Regions from separate parts of the Hordeum vulgare genome. Here region 1 is linked to region 2. The links are chromatin contacts, called in public HiChIP or PLAC-seq maps. All regions are on one chromosome and are shown on one strand. The core of a region is the stretch at or near the end of the contact, and the rest is flanking DNA. Distances in the headings are between cores, read along the strand shown. Region 1 holds the start of LOC123440700 (phospholipase D zeta 1). Region 2 holds the start of LOC123412282.

Region 1 (4,584 bases), core at 800-3,299, 140 kb before region 2:
CTATTTGACAGCTTAGTGTTTGTTCATGCGTTTATGAACATGTGCACTCGTACGATGTATCATGAGTTCTACTAACTTTGAACTTATCACAAACTTAAGCTCCAGATAGTACCCTACAGCATGTTAAGGTATCTGATGCAAAAGGCAGCAGAATCTATTTTCACAACCTGTTGACCACTAAATCATGCACCAAATTATCAAGGAGTAAGAACAGACAAGTCAGCAATCAACACTATGGTTATTTTGTAATGTAAGAGGTCAAAATGATTGAAAATATATTAATCTAGGATGCATTCTTGTGATATGCAAACTGATGCAAGTACCGGTTATTAGCCATGCATGTCCTGCAATTTATTTCTTATCTTCTAAAGAATCAAGTTCTAGGTCTAAAATTGGTCTATCCTAGTCAAAAAGCCGTGTAAGCACTAAATAATCATTCAAGAACCCCAGAAGGACAAGAATGGTCATTTTTGTCCAAGAACTTAAGACGAGACATGGAACGTTAGAAGTTATTGGGTAAACAAAACAGTTTGCCCATAAGAAGTTGGCACATTTTACATTACGAATCCTTTGTACTCAATAAGGACAACGATAGCTATCCATGATAGTTTATCTGAAAGCCCAATTCATGAAATAAATGCATTCCTAAGTTTTTGTAACCAAATGAAAACTCAGCACTTTCAGCAAATATTAAGGAAGAAAATCCCCAAAGTTCAAATTAGTAGTTTATGAGACAGTAGCGGCACAATGTTGCACTTGGACCTGCGAGTGTAGCTCTTTACTATCCAAATTTCATATACACGTTCAAGGACATTCTGAACATAAACCCATCATTGCTAATTAGCCTGGGCCGTCAATTCAGAAGAACTGAAACTGCACTTATCCGAATCGAATTTGAGCCAACAAATAACCTGACACATTTCATACTTGGAGTCCTCGCCTTCTAACACCAAACTATGAAGGTCGAGCACCCAACAACGCAATAGTCACACCCCACTAGCAATGCCATCAGTGGGAGAAAATTGAATCTCAATTCAAATGCCCGCGTTCATGTCCTGCTATTAGTATACTGGATTATTGGCCACTCAAATCAACTGATGGTGTGAAAACCTAGAACCAAACGAAGCAATTGAGGCAACAACCAGAAGCGTGGCTACAACAAGAGTAAGTGCCGTCCAATTAAACTGGGACGCCTAACTTGATCATAGATTTTGTCCACGCAAAATTTCGGACTAATCAGCAGCATCTCATGACGCCGAATTCGCACGACCTCCCAGGAACCCGAGCAGAGTCGGGCATCCCCGATGAGAAGTACGATATGTTCGGAATCGTGAACAGGAGAAGAGTAAGGGTGGGCAGAGGAGGATCCGCGGACCTGCTTGTAGTTGATCTCGATGGTGTAGGAGAGCAGCATGGGGGTGATGTCGCCGGCGTCGGGGCGCGAGACGGAGAAGATGGTGGCGCGGGGGAGCTCCTCGAACACCCGCGCGGCCTCGGAGAGCCGGAACGACGCCGACGCCGCGAGGACCTCGGGCCGCCGCGCCGGCGCCGACGGCGACGAGGAGGAGGACGCCGACGCGTCCCCCTCGGCGGCGGGCTCCGGCTGCATCCGCTCGTACCGGTGGCCGTGGCGCTCCGCCGGCAGGCGCTCCATGTTCATGGAAGCTTCGCGAAGGGGGGGGGGGGGGGGGGGGGGGGCAGGCCGGACGGGGGCTCGTCCGATCTGGCTGGCTGGACGGCGAATTTCCCCCGAGTTGTATACGGATTTGGTTTGGTTTCCTTGGGGGTGCGGGAATGGGCCGGCAGGAAAGGGGGCCGGAACGCGAGAAGGACGTCAGAATCCCACGGCTTGGACTTTCGAACTGGATGGGGGAAACTACGAATTCCGGGAACGCAACCGGGAGAACGGGGAGATTCTTCTCGGATCAAATCATCAAAAGAAACAGCGGAGGAACATGGAGGAATTCGGGTTTGGGGGACGGAGAATCACGGAGCGTCGTGTGTGGGGCCGGCTTGGGCTGGTGCACGCGTCGGCCTTCCACGGACGCCGGGAGAAGCAACCACCTTTCCAAACTTCGGTGGAGTCGGGACCGGTGGAAACGGACAGCAGGTCGGCAAAAAACGTACGTGCTTTATTGCCACGGGCCCATTTGATGATTTGAATATAGACATGCACAAACATGATGGAGTGGTACATTTAAAGAATAGTGAAAGAGCAAACCAACTTAGATGATTAGAGATATAGTTTAAGTCTTGTTGATGGCATTATTTTTGAATTTATTTTAGTATTTTTGATGATGCGTTTTAGTGGGAGGAGACGTTTCCGTCGACGACGAGGCACGTAAATTTCAAGATGATATGTCGGCTCAGTCTCTTGAAGATGCTTATAAGGATAAGGTATGTGTGCGTGCGTTCATAGAGGCATGAGCGCTTGCGTCTGTTTTAAAAATAAATAAAAGCATGCACTCCCTCATTCCGTCTCATAATATAAGAGCATTTTCTAGATTAGCATAGTATCAAAAAAGCTCTTGTATTATGGGACTCAGGGAGTAGCTGTTAAGGATGGATGGTTGTTTTGGAATGTAATAAGAGCATATACGTCTTAAAAGTAATTAAATCTTTATATTTTTTGTATTTTAAGTTTTTGGTAAAAAAAAAGCATCCAGAACAAATACACTAATAATGAACCAACCCGTAAATATTAAAGGGTGCCGAAAATTCACATCCGAGACCCTTATATTTGAAGGCTCAAAGGCTGAGGGTGCCCCACACTATTGGAATCCAGTAAATTGTCGTCCGTCATGCATTTGTCGTCTGCTGACACATGACAAAGAACCTCTTTACCGTCAGCTGGCAAACACCGGACAACAAAGAGCAGACTGATGGCAAAGACAATGTTTGCCATCAGTTTGCTCTTTGTCGTCTGCCAAAAAGACGACAAAGACATTGTTTGCCATATGTGAGCTCTTTGCCGAGGCAACAGGCAGACGACATAGGGCATGGGATGGCCCCCTGGTCCGCTGGCCAACCAGCCCTAACGGATGCCCCTCTTTGTCGTCTGCCTTGTACCTCTTTGTCGTCGGGGGACAGGCGGCAAAGAGGGTGACGCCCTAACGGCCATCACCCCCACCCCCACACCCCCTCTCTCCCCCATAACGGTTGGATCTCTCTCTCTCTCTCACCCCCGAAACCCACCCCCGCCGCCGGAGCTCGCCCTCCCCTCCTCTCCCGCGACCTGCTGCCGGAGCTCGCCCTCCCCTCCACCATCGCCCTCCTCCTCCACCACCGCCCCTTCCTCCACCACCGCCCTCCTCCTCCACGGGCCCTCCTCCTCCGTGTGACCCCTCCTCCATCATTGCCTCCTCCTCCACCACCGCCTCCTCCTCCCTACGACCCCCTCCTCCTCCACCACTGCATCCTCCTCTGTGTGACCCCCTCCTCCAGCACCGCCTCCTCCTCCCTGCAACCCCCTCCTCCACCGCCATCTCGTAGCTGCGCCTGGACCCGAGCTCACCCCCGTCTGCCAAGGAGAAGACCAGCAGCAGCGGCCCAGGATCCTCTCAGGTGAGACTCCCTCTCTCTCTCTCTCTCTCTCGAATTTTAACAAATTGACTTGCAACAATATGATAAATTGGTAAATTGATAAATTGATAGTTTAGGCCCATTTAAACTACTATGGCATGGTTAGTTTAGGTTTGGTTTTAGTTTTAGGTTAGTTTAGGTTTAGGTTTAGCTTAGTTTAGGTTCACGTTTAGTTTTCGTTTTCGTTTTAGGTTAGTTTAGGTTTAGGTATAGTTTTAGTTTTAGTTTTAGTTTTAGGTTGGTTTAGTTTTAGTTTTAGTTTTTGATTTTTTTAGGTTAGTTTAGTTTTACTATTAGGTTAGAAAAAAAAACCGACACGACGCCCCGACACCCTGACACGACGCCCCAACCCGACACCCCGACACGATGCCCCGACACGACAACCGGACAAGACGCCCCGACATGACACCCCGACACCCCGATACGATGCCCCGACACCCCGACACGACGCCCCGACACCCCGACACGATGCCCAGACACGACACCCCTGACACCTAGACATGACGCCACTAACCCCCGACCCCCGACCCCCGACGTCACTAACCCCTGACCCCCGACGCCACTGACCCTCGACCCCCGACGCCACTAATCCTCGACCCTTGACACCACCGACACCCGACACCACCGACCCTCGATGGCACTGACTCCCGACGCCACTCACCCCCGATCCCCGACACCTCTTCTACCTCCTGTTGAACTAGAGGGTGATTTTCGGCCTTCCAGAGGCCGACGGGGTCATAGTTTTGTAAATTATGAGTTAGGTCACATATTTTTCAATTATGTTATAAAAATATCATATTTGTGTTGATCGGGTGAATTTCAATGTGCAGTTGTTCGACGACCTCCCCGTGCGTTGGACGAGCTCCGCCCATGCGTTTGTGGGTGAGCACAAATGACTTCTCCTCCTACCCTCTTAATTTGCTTTGTTCCGGTCTTTGTGCCGATGAAACTTGCTATCTATAGGTTTTCTTCAATCATCAGTATGCGTGACCAGTATATGTC
Region 2 (4,286 bases), core at 1,647-4,146:
GGCATATTTCCAACAACCGGTGGGGGAGGAACGCTGCGACGCGTCATGCTGGAAGTGATGTTGGGGTTAAAACAGCCATGCGCGTCGCCGTCGGAGTAGCTAGGCGAGGGTGCTTACCCCCAGGGCGGCAGTGGCAGCAAGAGGTTGGTCGGCGACGCGACGCTCTATTGCCGGTTCCTCCATGCGGGCTACGGATTCCGACCGGGCGGATTCATCATCCCTGCGCGAGACGCCTCTCCCTCAACCGTCGTCGTCGCTGCCGCGTCCCTGGCCTTCTTGGCATCAAGCCTTCTTCGTCGGTCGGTTGTGACTGCCTCCCGGCGCTGGACGTACGCCCTACACTCGGCATCCGACATGCCCTTCGGCCTTGCCATCGGCGCCCTCGGCTTCCTCTGCTTCGGCCAAGTAGAAACGACAAAGGCAGCGGGGCGAGTGGCGGTATACTTCTTCGGTGGCATGACGGTCGGATGGCAGTGGCGGCGGGGGTGAGGGGAGGGAAAGAAATGTAGGAAAGGGGGAGAACACGACGGGAATAGGCGTGATTGTCGCCGACAACGTGGACCCACTCGACTTTTCGCTTCGAACGGTGCCCCCGGGGAGGGCTGGATTCGGCTTGGGTTCGTCGGTTGTTATTACGGCCCAAACCGGCGCTAAAGGAGAAGTTGGGGGCACGGTTGGGCCGTTTTTTCGCCGCCGGCTCTAAAAAAGGCTTCGTGATGGGGCTTGTTGGAGGGGGGGAGGGGACGGATGAGTGGAGATGCTCTAACGACTCAATAGAAAGCTTTAGAGTTTACTAGCAAATATGCCCGTGTGTTGCAATGGGAGACAAAAAAATTATGCATTAATCAAATAAGTATGACTCAATACTCTGACATAAAAGTATCTCCTATTTTAACACGGTGGCTCACCATGTTGTTATTTATTTTTCTTTCCTCGCCGATGATGGTTACGATGTCCACGTGATCACAATGCATTTAACGTAGTAAATACCAAGGCTATGAGCTTACCACTGCACACCCCACCTTTCATTATGTTGCGCAAGGAAATGTTGACAACTTTAAAAACAAATCTCATCGATAATGAACTACTCCCAACGCCTAGACATATAAAGACTTTCATAATACTAATCAAATCCTAGACATGAAAGTTTATTGAATCGGTGAACGGGTTTCCAAATCCACAATTTTTTTTGAAAAAAACTTGGATTTTTTCAAAAAAATACCATACATTATTTTTTTACAAACATTTTTTGAATTGATGAACAATTTTTAACTCAGCAAACATATTTTAAACATACGAGGTTTTTAGTTTAAAAATTCCGAATTGGTTTAAAGATGGAAGGAAACAGAATGAGGGAAAAAAAGATAAAAACAAAATAAAAAAAATAGCAAAGCAAGCCACGCATATGTGAGGAGGACTTACGGGAGAAAAGGAGAGATTGGGAAACCTTGGTCTGTCCGCTGAAATCGTTAGGCCTTAGCCACCATGCTACGTACGCGTCTTCGAGTTTTCTCAGTATCACATACTTTGGAAAGGAAAAAACTGAATCGTTTTTTGACTTACGGTGGCATGACGGGTAATTTATGCCAACTTCAGGGGTAATTTTAATGACGTAGCATAGAAGCAATAGGTGCTTTATTAATAGGTAAAGATTTATAAAAAAACTTGTCCGTTAGCAAAAACTGATTTATTAAAGATGAGAAAAGCCAGGGTTCCTTTTCAAAAGAAAAACATGGTGAGAAAAAACCACACACCGCAAGGAAGATATGGAAAGTTACGGACAGCTGGTCATCGCCACAACTCGGAAAACACTGACTGACATGTGGTCCAAGTTCTAAAAAAGTCGAACAAGAAAAACACCTCTCCAAGGCAGTCACGTGGCTCAACTTGTAGGAGAACAGTCACCAGACAGGAGAGCTTCACGTCACGAGGTAGATGGGCATCGCCGGAGCAGCCCCTCCCGTCCCCCCGGCGCCACCATGGAAACTGGCGTCCCTGAGGCTGACGTACGGAACTCCGACCGAGGCAATGCCTAGCTCGGCGGCGGCCAGGTGACCAGACCGCACGGCCGGCGACCAGCACATGCACCCCGTGGAGTCGTCGTCGCCTCCGTCATCGGCGAAGTAGAGTGGCCGGGGAGCGAACGCAGCAGCAGCACTGCAGGAGGAGGAGGGGCCTCTGCCATTGGCCTGAGCGGTGGGGTTAGACTTGGACGAGGGACGCTTGAAGAAGAGGAGCGCCGCAGAGGCCGCAGAGCTCCACCACCCGCGGCGGCGCTGCTTGCTATTGTGCTGCGCGTGCTGGTGCTTCTTCGAGATGGGCTTCTGGAGCTTGAACCGCCAGGGGTCCAGCAGCGCAGGCGTCTGCTGCTGGTGGCGCTTCACGTTGGGCTGAGAAATTGAAGGAGCAGAGCGAGTTTCAACAGTTGGGAAGCCGAGAAATTGATCGAGGAACTAATAGTTAATTAAGAGGAGACTGACCTGCGGGGAGAGGCGGAGGAGCTGGGGGTCGAAGCCGTAGTCGCTGAAATGGTGCGTCGGCTCCGTCTCGTCGGCAGCTGCTGCGAACGGGAAGACCGGCGTCCTCGTCGTGGCGGTGGCCGCCCTCTTCTTCCCCATGACTGGACTACGGACTAACTCCACAGCCGACTTACCAGCCAATTATGAGTCCTGTAGTATACAGTAGTACAAGTGAAGAGCGGAATGGAAGACAAAATGGAAAACTCGTGGAAGCTCTGTTTTCGGCGAATATTTCTTTGTAGTACGCTCCTCCTTGGGAGTAATAAACTGAGTGAGTTCGATGGATTAGTGCCGGAGCGTGTCGAGATGAGTGGGTGCTGGCGGGTGACGAGCTGAGCCGATGACTGGTAGCGACTAGCGAGTGGGCGCGGCAGTGATGAGTGGCGGGGGCAGGTAAATAGTGACCGTTGCAGCCGCTGCGCCCACGCGCGTGGCCACCTTTTTCTTCCTTTTCGTCGTCTTCCTTTGCAGGGGCTAGCGTGCGCTCCGTTTTCTCCCTTCTGGCTGCACCGCTCGCAGTAATGAAGCTGCCGCTGGCTGCCACCACAAGCTTACTGCAATGCTGCTGCTTCATGATGGAGGCTGAGTACTCTGATGCGAGTATCCGACTGATTTACCAACATGATCATGGTGCGAACAACGCGTGTTTCGGAACAGAGTAGCACAAGGTCACAGCGCACTCTTTTGCCAGATTCTCTCTTCGGATTGTAAAAAAAATATGAAGTGCAATTTTGGAAGAAGGTGAGGAGGGGGACGATTATGAAAGAATCGACCAAAAGAACTATCCATGGAGTGAGGCCCTGTTTGAAACATATAATCTAGTTTTTATAATCTATTATGTCTTTAAACAGGATAAATTATGATGTAGATTATAAAAACTAGATAAACAGATTATTAAAAACTCATAATCTACCATACCCAGCTAAAATCAGATTATGAATTGCTAATGACCCATTGCCCTTGTAAAGTTGAAGATAATTACATTTCTGCCACCACCACCCTCCTCTTTTAAAAAAAACAGAGGACGGACATGTCATTATGCAATATAAAATCTGGATTATAGTTTATATAATCGGACCTCCAAACATGCTCATCTAGATTATTTTTATAAACCAGATTATATAATCTATCTTCATAATCCAGATTATTATAATCTATTGTGGTTTCAAATAGGGCCCGAGATCCGTGTCTCATAAAATGTGAGATAACGGGAAGGAAACTGAGACAATGGTCGGGTTTGCGTGGACCTCTTTCTAGTTTTTTTAAACAAAGGCAAAAGCTTTGCCTCATCGATTAATTAAAAAAATTTAGTTAATTAAAGAAAAACCGAGCAAATATCAATACAAACGGATCACGGACTAACTACTCACATGACAAGAAACCCCACATACGCACACACGGTTGCCGCAGATTACACTATATCCACAAACCTCGGCATCTACTACGCCATGTGATCCCCGATAAAAACACCTCGACAAAATACATCAGAAACCTTCCAACCCACAACAACAACCCAATCCAGAAGGACGGGCCGAAAGACTCAATATCATCCATCAACCAGCCACAGACGCCTTGTCTATGGCACTACTCTTACCTATGTCCACCTTCTATTGTTTGCCTATTATTGATGTCCCTGTTAGGAGGTAAGCAATTGACCTATCCAAACCAGGTCTTCCAACCTCCACACTGACGAGCATGTTGTTGGGGAATGTTGTATGGGAAACAAAAAAAATTCTACACGCACACAAGATCTATCCATGGTGATGA

The links. HiChIP or PLAC-seq counts read pairs in DNA pulled down with a chosen protein or histone mark.
Region 1: an H3K4me3 HiChIP or PLAC-seq map of embryo shows a contact between it and region 2, with 7 times the contacts expected there. The contact joins the promoter of LOC123440700 here to the promoter of LOC123412282 in region 2. A contact is called at or near these places in 1 of 6 Hi-C or Micro-C datasets (leaf) and 1 of 1 datasets of contacts at active chromatin or transcription factors (embryo).

The regions. Positions count from the first base shown.
Region 1 is chr1H:405,538,424-405,543,007 of MorexV3_pseudomolecules_assembly, reverse strand. It overlaps LOC123440700 (phospholipase D zeta 1), which reads right to left and starts at 2,049. Exons shown (of 20, transcript XM_045117257.1): 1 at 1,376-2,049. The coding sequence starts at 1,660.
Region 2 is chr1H:405,395,024-405,399,309 of MorexV3_pseudomolecules_assembly, reverse strand. LOC123412282 reads right to left here and starts at 2,896. Exons shown (of 2, transcript XM_045105234.1): 1 at 2,481-2,896; 2 at 1,673-2,390. The coding sequence starts at 2,618. The coding sequence ends at 1,920.